Linked DNA regions of Mus musculus: region 2 is linked to region 1. The links are chromatin contacts, called in public Hi-C maps. All regions are on one chromosome and are shown on one strand. Each heading gives the region's core, a stretch centred on a gene start, on an enhancer-like site or on the middle of the called end of the contact. The rest is flanking DNA. Distances are from core to core; before and after follow the strand shown. Region 1 overlaps Haglr (Hoxd antisense growth associated long non-coding RNA). Region 2 has its middle 96 kb from the start of Gm46748.

Region 1 (3,398 bases), core at 320-2,819:
TCACAAGGAAGTTTCAACCAATTCTGGTAAAGTCAAAACAGACCTGTGACAATCCCTGGGTGTAAACAAGCTTGTACCCGCCATGGGGTCAAATACTTGGAAGGAAGAGTTAGCCTCTTTGTTATTCAAACTCTCTCTCTCTCCTCTCTCTCTCTCTCTCTCTCTCTCTCTCTCTCTCTCTCTCTCTCTCTCTCTCATGTTCTCCTCTTTACCTTCTCTAAAGGAAAACCGTCTGGGCTTCCAAGCCTGGTGGCTGAGGAGAGCACTTCACTCATGAACCATTGGAGTGGTACCCAGTGAGGGAGAAAGGACAGTAGCTAGCTAGCGTAGGAGATCACTGCTAGTAGTTCTTCTAGACAGAAATGTGAAAACTCTTGTTCAGCAAGGTTAGCAGCCTCTGGGGCCTCAGAAACCAATGTAGCTGACACATCTCTGATAGGGACTGGACTTGGGGCTGAACCAAGGGAAGTACAAGCTCAGTATCCTCTTCCTCTCTCCCATTTGAAAGCCTGTACACAGAAATGGTACAAATGGATGCTTAACTTAATGATTCTATCAGAGGCAGATTTTTCTCTGTCAGTTCCCTGGATGAGGTTGGTCTGTAAGCTAGAAGGCAGAATCTGTACTTGATTTCCCTTTCTCCTTTCCTTTCCTTTCCTTTCCTTTCCTTTCCTTTCCTTTCCTTTCCTTTCCTAACCTCCTTACCAGTGGCCAGGGCCACCCTCCAGGGCTTTCCATGACAACTTCGCACCCTCTCGCTAGGTCTAGGCATTCCACTCCAGAATGGACCCCGAGGTTTACAGGGATGCTAAGGAAACGGTCCCTCTTCCTCCACTCCCACCTCCATTTTGCAGCAGGGCCATACCTCTGCCTGACCGCCATCCTACGTTAATCCACATTTGTTTGCCTAGATGGAACAACCAGAGAGGCCCAAATGACTGCCACCCATGAGCCAAGGACCTGATCTCTTTCCTTTAGACCTAATACTCTACCGGAGATCCACAACCTTCCTAATCCCCACCCCCTCCTCGTCCCGCCCCCGCGCCTCAAAAACTATGGAGAAAAAGAAGGTGTGCCCAAGGCTGGACCGAAGTCATCCTGCCCCTTCTTCAAAAGAGAGACACCTCCCAAGGCCAACGCCCTCCGGAGGGGCCCAGGTGCTCCTCCCTTCTGGCATCTATTCCGTCTGGCATCTATTCCGTCTGGCATCTATTCCTCTGCAAAGGATCAGAAAGGAAGCCGCTGGCTCAATGGATTCTGGATTTCGGGTAGACCTGACTGCTTTGGGGCATCCTCAATCGGGCGGTGAAGCCTCTGGGGGCAGAGGAGCGTCGTGGGAGAGGAGCGTCGTGGGAGAAAGACAAGCTAGGCTGCTGCTTCCCTACCCATGCCAACTTCCCGGGTCTCGTCTTGAAACAAGAGCAGAGGCCTGAGACCCGGGCGCCATTGCTGGCCAGGCTCCCCTCCCCCACACTCCTTTCTTTGCTTCTCGAAGACCCGGGAGGGAGGAGGCGGCGAGCGCCTCGGTGGATAGAGCTGCTATTGTGACCTTCCCGGGCTAAGCGGGGAACCCAGCGGAGTGTGTACTGCCCGCGGTGGCGGGGGAGGAGGTGACTGTGTGCAAGCCTCGAGTGCAGAGGGGGTGGCACCCGGGAATAAATAAAGGCTTGCAACCTCGGGCACTTGGACCCTTCGGAGAGCGTTTGGTTGTGTTTAGACTTGGGTGCTTCCTAACACTAATTGCAGGCTCAAGAGGAGCGGAATTTATGGCGAAGGCCAAGGCGGCTTGTTTATAATTTATGAAGTTTTAAATGGTTGTGCCGCGGGCCCAGCTCTCTCCGGCGGGCGGCCGCGTGGGAGTGTGCCCTCCCAGAACTCGCCGCCGCCCCCACCCACGCTAGGAGTGAGTGTGCCTGTCACGTGACTCGCGTTGGTGGCAGGAAAGAACCAAGCAATTCTCTGAAGTCTCCAGAACTTCAGAAGGTAGGCGAAGGCGGCAGGTTTGGTCGAAGCGACCCCTCCCCCTTCTTCCAACATCCTCCCTCCACCGCCGGGCCTGTGAGGTTGCGGCTGCCTAGACGGTGGGAACCCCCAACCTGACACTTCCTTAGAGCCTATGTGTGAGAGGAAGCTGATGTCAGCCGGGCTAGACACTGTTTAAAGTAATCCATGAAACCCTAAGCCACAGATGACGCTTGGGGTATTGCAGACACCCGCAGACTCAGCAGATACTCCTGTGGTAACACACCGCGCTGGGAAACGCCTGGAGCCATGATGCATTATGTATTTTTATTATTATTTATGGTATGAAGAGGAGATGAGAGAAACCGGGCTGAATCTAAACAGCCTGACAATTCATCTATTTAATATTTAGCCAGTTAAGAAAGGTGGCTGTGGTTCCCTACGAGGCAGCTAGCATTTCTTTGATTTCCGTAATAGCTTAAAAAATAATTTCTTACAATTATAAATTCTGTCTAGGAATGCAAATTTCAGAGAAAACAATGTTAAGCCTTGAGAGTGGGTAAAATATGCCTTCGATTGAAGTCATTTATTCTGTTGATACAATTCTACAACATATATACTTTAAACTTGCTCAGATAGAGTGAAATTTAGCAAAAGGATAACCCCTCCCACCCCCAGCCTAACATGCCATTTTTAAAACAGCACAAAGGAACAAGGAAACTAAATATTCTTTTGAGCCATCATTACTGAGCGAAACACAAACATCCAAATAGAAAACGATTGCTGTTGCACCAGAAGAGTAGAAGTTATCTCCACACAATGGGAATTTCACCTCGTGTCACCAGGCTGGTAGTGGGAGTTGCATATTTGCCAAACCAACTAGAGATGCGTGGGTGGACTTTGCTGAAATACAAAATAATTGAACCTTGTCTGAAGGCCTTTTTCCAAGTGCTCCCTTCTATAGAAGTGGGTGTAAGTGCTCGACCCTTCCTAGAGCCACACTAATAATATTTACAAAACGATTATAAATTCTGTAGACTATTCGCCCATTTTGCACAAAGAAACAGGAGTAAGCAAGGTGTTTATACGTGTTGTGTTCTATTAATGAACCTTTCGTTATTTTACATTGTGAAGAATGTTTGTTTTCTTTAAAAGTGAACTGCTGACCACTACAAAGGAAAAAATTGTGAGCACTTCCTAAGGGGGTTGGGGGACGGGGGAAAAAGCCTGATGCTTGTCTCTACATGATCATTTCCTTTTATACCACAGCACCTTAGCTTTTCTCGCTTAATCCTGCCTGTTTCTCTTATGCTTTTTCTTTGATTGTCAGGGTTTTTCCCCAAAGTTTATTTTTTTATTATTTAATGCAGAAAAAATGAACACACACCCGCCCATGTGACGATCATGTATAGAAAGAGCATGCAGGCGCTGCTCTG
Region 2 (3,342 bases), core at 430-2,929, 220 kb before region 1:
TATGAGAGAAAAACAAGTGGTAACTCTAAAAGGCTGCCATCAACAACCTGATAACCACAGATTTGGATACACGCCACCACATGCTAAGTGGCAGAATCGAGTCCATTAAATATGAATGTTCTTCCTGGTCTGGATGTTGGCTCAGCCGTATTGCTAACTATGGGGCTTCAGACAGGCTACTTGTCTATTTAGAGCCTCGGTTTCCTCTTCTGCAACAGAGAGATCTTGACAGCACTACCTCCCTCAAAGGGCGACTGTGAAGATGAAATAAGACACCAATGCAAACGTCCACAAATTATCAACAGCAATATTAACAAAGAGGAAGGAGCCAGATTGTGGGCACAACTCAATGCTAGAGTTTCTGTCTAGCTTATATAAGCCCTGGGTTCAAGTCCCAGCACCAAAACAAAGTGACTTCTGCCGGTCTAGGAAGGAGGTGGCTCATACAGGAGGATATAAGGGAGGCTGTAGTTATCCATGGTTCCTGAAAGTAGACCATCGGGAGTTCTGATTCTGAAGACGACATGCCCTAGCTTTAGGAATTTGGATGAGTTACTTCTCATCAACATCGTCTCTTAATTCTTACTGTTAAATGAAACTATGTATGCTGTAGGGTTGTGGTAAGAGTCAATAAAAGTACTAGTATATTAGATATGTTCAGTAGATATTCAACCTCCACTGATGGTGGGTGTTATTGAAGTCCTTATACTCCAAGGAAGCCGTGCCTAGCACTTTTCAAACTGTGCATAATGACAAAGCAGCCCTCTTTTGGGAGATGAGTATCCACACTACAATACTCGGGGCAAAATCCCATGGCATCTCACAACGGTTTTCTGTGAAGTTAAAGCCACCTTCTCTTCTCAGTACTGGCTTGGATCCCTTATAGGACATTAGAAAGCTCTCTAGAGAGGCAATCAGTGTCTATAGCGAGCTTTGGACACAGAGAGTCCACAATAAAGCCAACCATTAAGCAAACTGTAGCCCTCCATAAGCTGATATTGTCGATTCAAACAGTATCCCTGTCTGTCCGGATTCAACAAGACACTAAAGGCGTGGTAACTCCCGGAAGAGGAGGAAGGCAACAGGCAGTAAGCATCAAGAACCTGCTTTTGGTCTCAGGAGGATGAAGGCGCTGGGGTGGCCATTTCAGCCCTTGTTATTCCTCTCATGTGTCCTAGTAAAACTAAATTACAGATTTCTCATCACTTTTGTGATTCTCAGACTTTGGTGTGCATCAAAAAAACCCAGAAAGTTTGCCAAAACACCAGTGAGTTGGTCCTACCTAGAGTTTCTTATGTAGTACTTGTGGGATGCCCCCACCCCACCCCGTCCGCAGATTTCGGCTGATTTCCCGAAGGTGACAGTGCCGGGCTGAGGAAAGCGCCTGCCTAGCCCAACGGAGGAAGGTTTTTTCGAAAAAACACAATGGCGTTTTGGTCTACCTTCCCCTTTAAAAGAACTCTGACAGTAGTCTAGCCTTCCCAGTCAAGTTCAGTAAGTGCGTCCTGGGAAGTTCCTTAGGGTGGACCCTCAGAAAGGCACTGAGTCAGGAGCCGATGGCTTGCAGCTGCTCTGATGAAACATCCTGTAATCAGAGGCTGCTTGTCTTCGGCAGACCTCCCTTAGCACAAAGGGATCCCAGCCCAGCTGCCTGCTCCTAGTATCCCGGAGCAAAGCCACAGCTGGTCCCTAGGCCGCTTCCCTAATGCTACTAGGAACCAGTGGGTGTGGTGAGGACCTGGGGCCTCTTCGGTAGACTTCCGCCATCTCCTGATTTCCTTCCAGTCTCCACTGTCTTGAGGGAAACTGCTGAAGGTTTGGTTACCATGGCAACCGATCCTCTTTCCAAGGGGAATCCTGGTGTGTGATTTGATGGGGGGGCTACACCGTTTCCCCCCCCCCCAAAAAAAAACCCCAACTATTTTACCAGGAAGAAATCTTTCTTTTTGCAGTAAGAAAATTTTTTTTCCTATCCAAGAACCTCATTTTACATGGCAAACAGTCCTTGGAAGAGTGTGAATTTCCTTATCAAATGAAGCCTGCACCGGCTAGCAGCAGAGGGCAGTTAGCCTTCACCCACAAAGGGACGCTGACAACAGCAATTTTGCCTCTCTATCCAGTTGCATGGAAGTCTTGCTTGGGGTGGGGGGGGCACCTTCCTGGGGGATAGACAGAGGGTGTCTGAGGCCACATATATCTATACACATGCATGCACACTCACACACACACACACACACACACGATAGATAGATAGATAGATAGATAGATAGATAGATAGATAGATAGATAGATAGATAGATAGATAGATAGATAGTTGAGACTTCTCTCTCTTCCTACTGATGGTGATTCATTGAAATCCTATGATCAAAAGCTAAAGACTAGGGACAATGGGCACATGCCTTACCTCCGTTTGTCGTAAAATAGCTGGAATGCCCTTTAAGACTGGAGTCCAACTACGGAGTTAGTGTGCTGATGATATTCAAGACAATTGTACCTGTGAGATATATTTTTTAAATGTTTTTGCTGTCATCTATTTTAAGACCTTAAGTCGAGTTACACATAAAAGAACTAGATCCAGGATGTTTGGGGGGAATTAACAGATGATATTTAGCAAACATGTGGATGGGTCATAAGGAAACATCTGCAGAGAATCTGAGTTGGCACTGGGAAAGGCAGCTGCTTTAGGTTATGAACTGAGCTGAGCTGACGCAATTGAAGGAGCCTCCAGCAGGGGGCACCCTTTTGCAGTAAACTCCGTGGCCTTTATAGCGTTGCTCCTCACCAGCCGACCTTACACATAATTGGCATTTTGAATTCTCTAACCCTCTGCTTCTTCCTTCAAAGCAGACACTCCCCTCGGAGAAATCTTCCTCCCATCCCTAATGAAAATGAACATTTTGATGGGAGGCAGCTCTTGTGGCAAGGATTAAAAGCAAAATCTGAAGAAAAAATAGACAAGTCAATGAAATTAAATGTAGGTTTGTGAAGAAGGTTGAATACATGCCCACAAAAGTTAAAAGATGGTCTTGCCTGCTTTCGCAGCCGGCTGAAACGGCACAAGGAATTCTTAGACCGTCTCATAAAAGCCTGAGCCAACTGTGTGCATGGGTGTGCACATAGGCATCAATATTAAAGTGACCCTCTGTCACTTAACTTCTCAAGGATGAACGGTGTTACTGACAGTGTGGGTATGTGTGAAAAGGACCCTATTTTCTCCAGCCTGTGAATAAATAATTGAAACAGTAGCCCACTCATAATCCAAAACAATTAGCCCCATTTTATACAGACCTAAAACATCTTGAAAACAAATAATTTAGGAACATACAGAATGGTGCCTTCAAA

Evidence for each region. A called contact is a pair of places that touch in the nucleus more often than the background predicts.
Region 2: a Hi-C map of nephron progenitors shows a contact between it and region 1, with 4 times the contacts expected there. The contact joins two enhancer-like sites. A contact is called at or near these places in 20 of 484 Hi-C or Micro-C datasets (B cells, the C3H10T1/2 cell line, brain and 9 more), 14 of 115 datasets of contacts at active chromatin or transcription factors (craniofacial prominence, differentiating embryonic stem cells, embryonic basal ganglia and 9 more) and 4 of 9 other capture datasets (adipose tissue, embryonic stem cells, liver and 1 more).

What each region holds. Positions count from the first base shown.
Region 1 is chr2:74,748,157-74,751,554 of GRCm38.p6, reverse strand. Haglr (Hoxd antisense growth associated long non-coding RNA) reads left to right here. Exons shown (of 3, transcript NR_110445.1): 2 at 1-26; 3 at 912-3,133. It overlaps Hoxd3 (homeobox D3), which reads right to left. Exons shown (of 3, transcript NM_010468.2): 3 at 3,284-3,398. Among named protein-coding and RNA genes, the nearest start is that of Gm14424, 2.8 kb to the left of the region's middle. Within about 2 kb of position 1,569, at least 60 of the 459 cell types and tissues checked have an H3K27ac peak or open chromatin away from gene starts, as enhancers often do. A contact at or near this core is called in adipose tissue and stem cell-derived motor neurons, where this site is marked.
Region 2 is chr2:74,963,933-74,967,274 of GRCm38.p6, reverse strand. No RefSeq gene overlaps it. Among named protein-coding and RNA genes, the nearest start is that of Gm46748, 96 kb to the left of the region's middle. Within about 2 kb of position 1,679, at least 43 of the 459 cell types and tissues checked have an H3K27ac peak or open chromatin away from gene starts, as enhancers often do. A contact at or near this core is called in adipose tissue and stem cell-derived motor neurons, where this site is marked.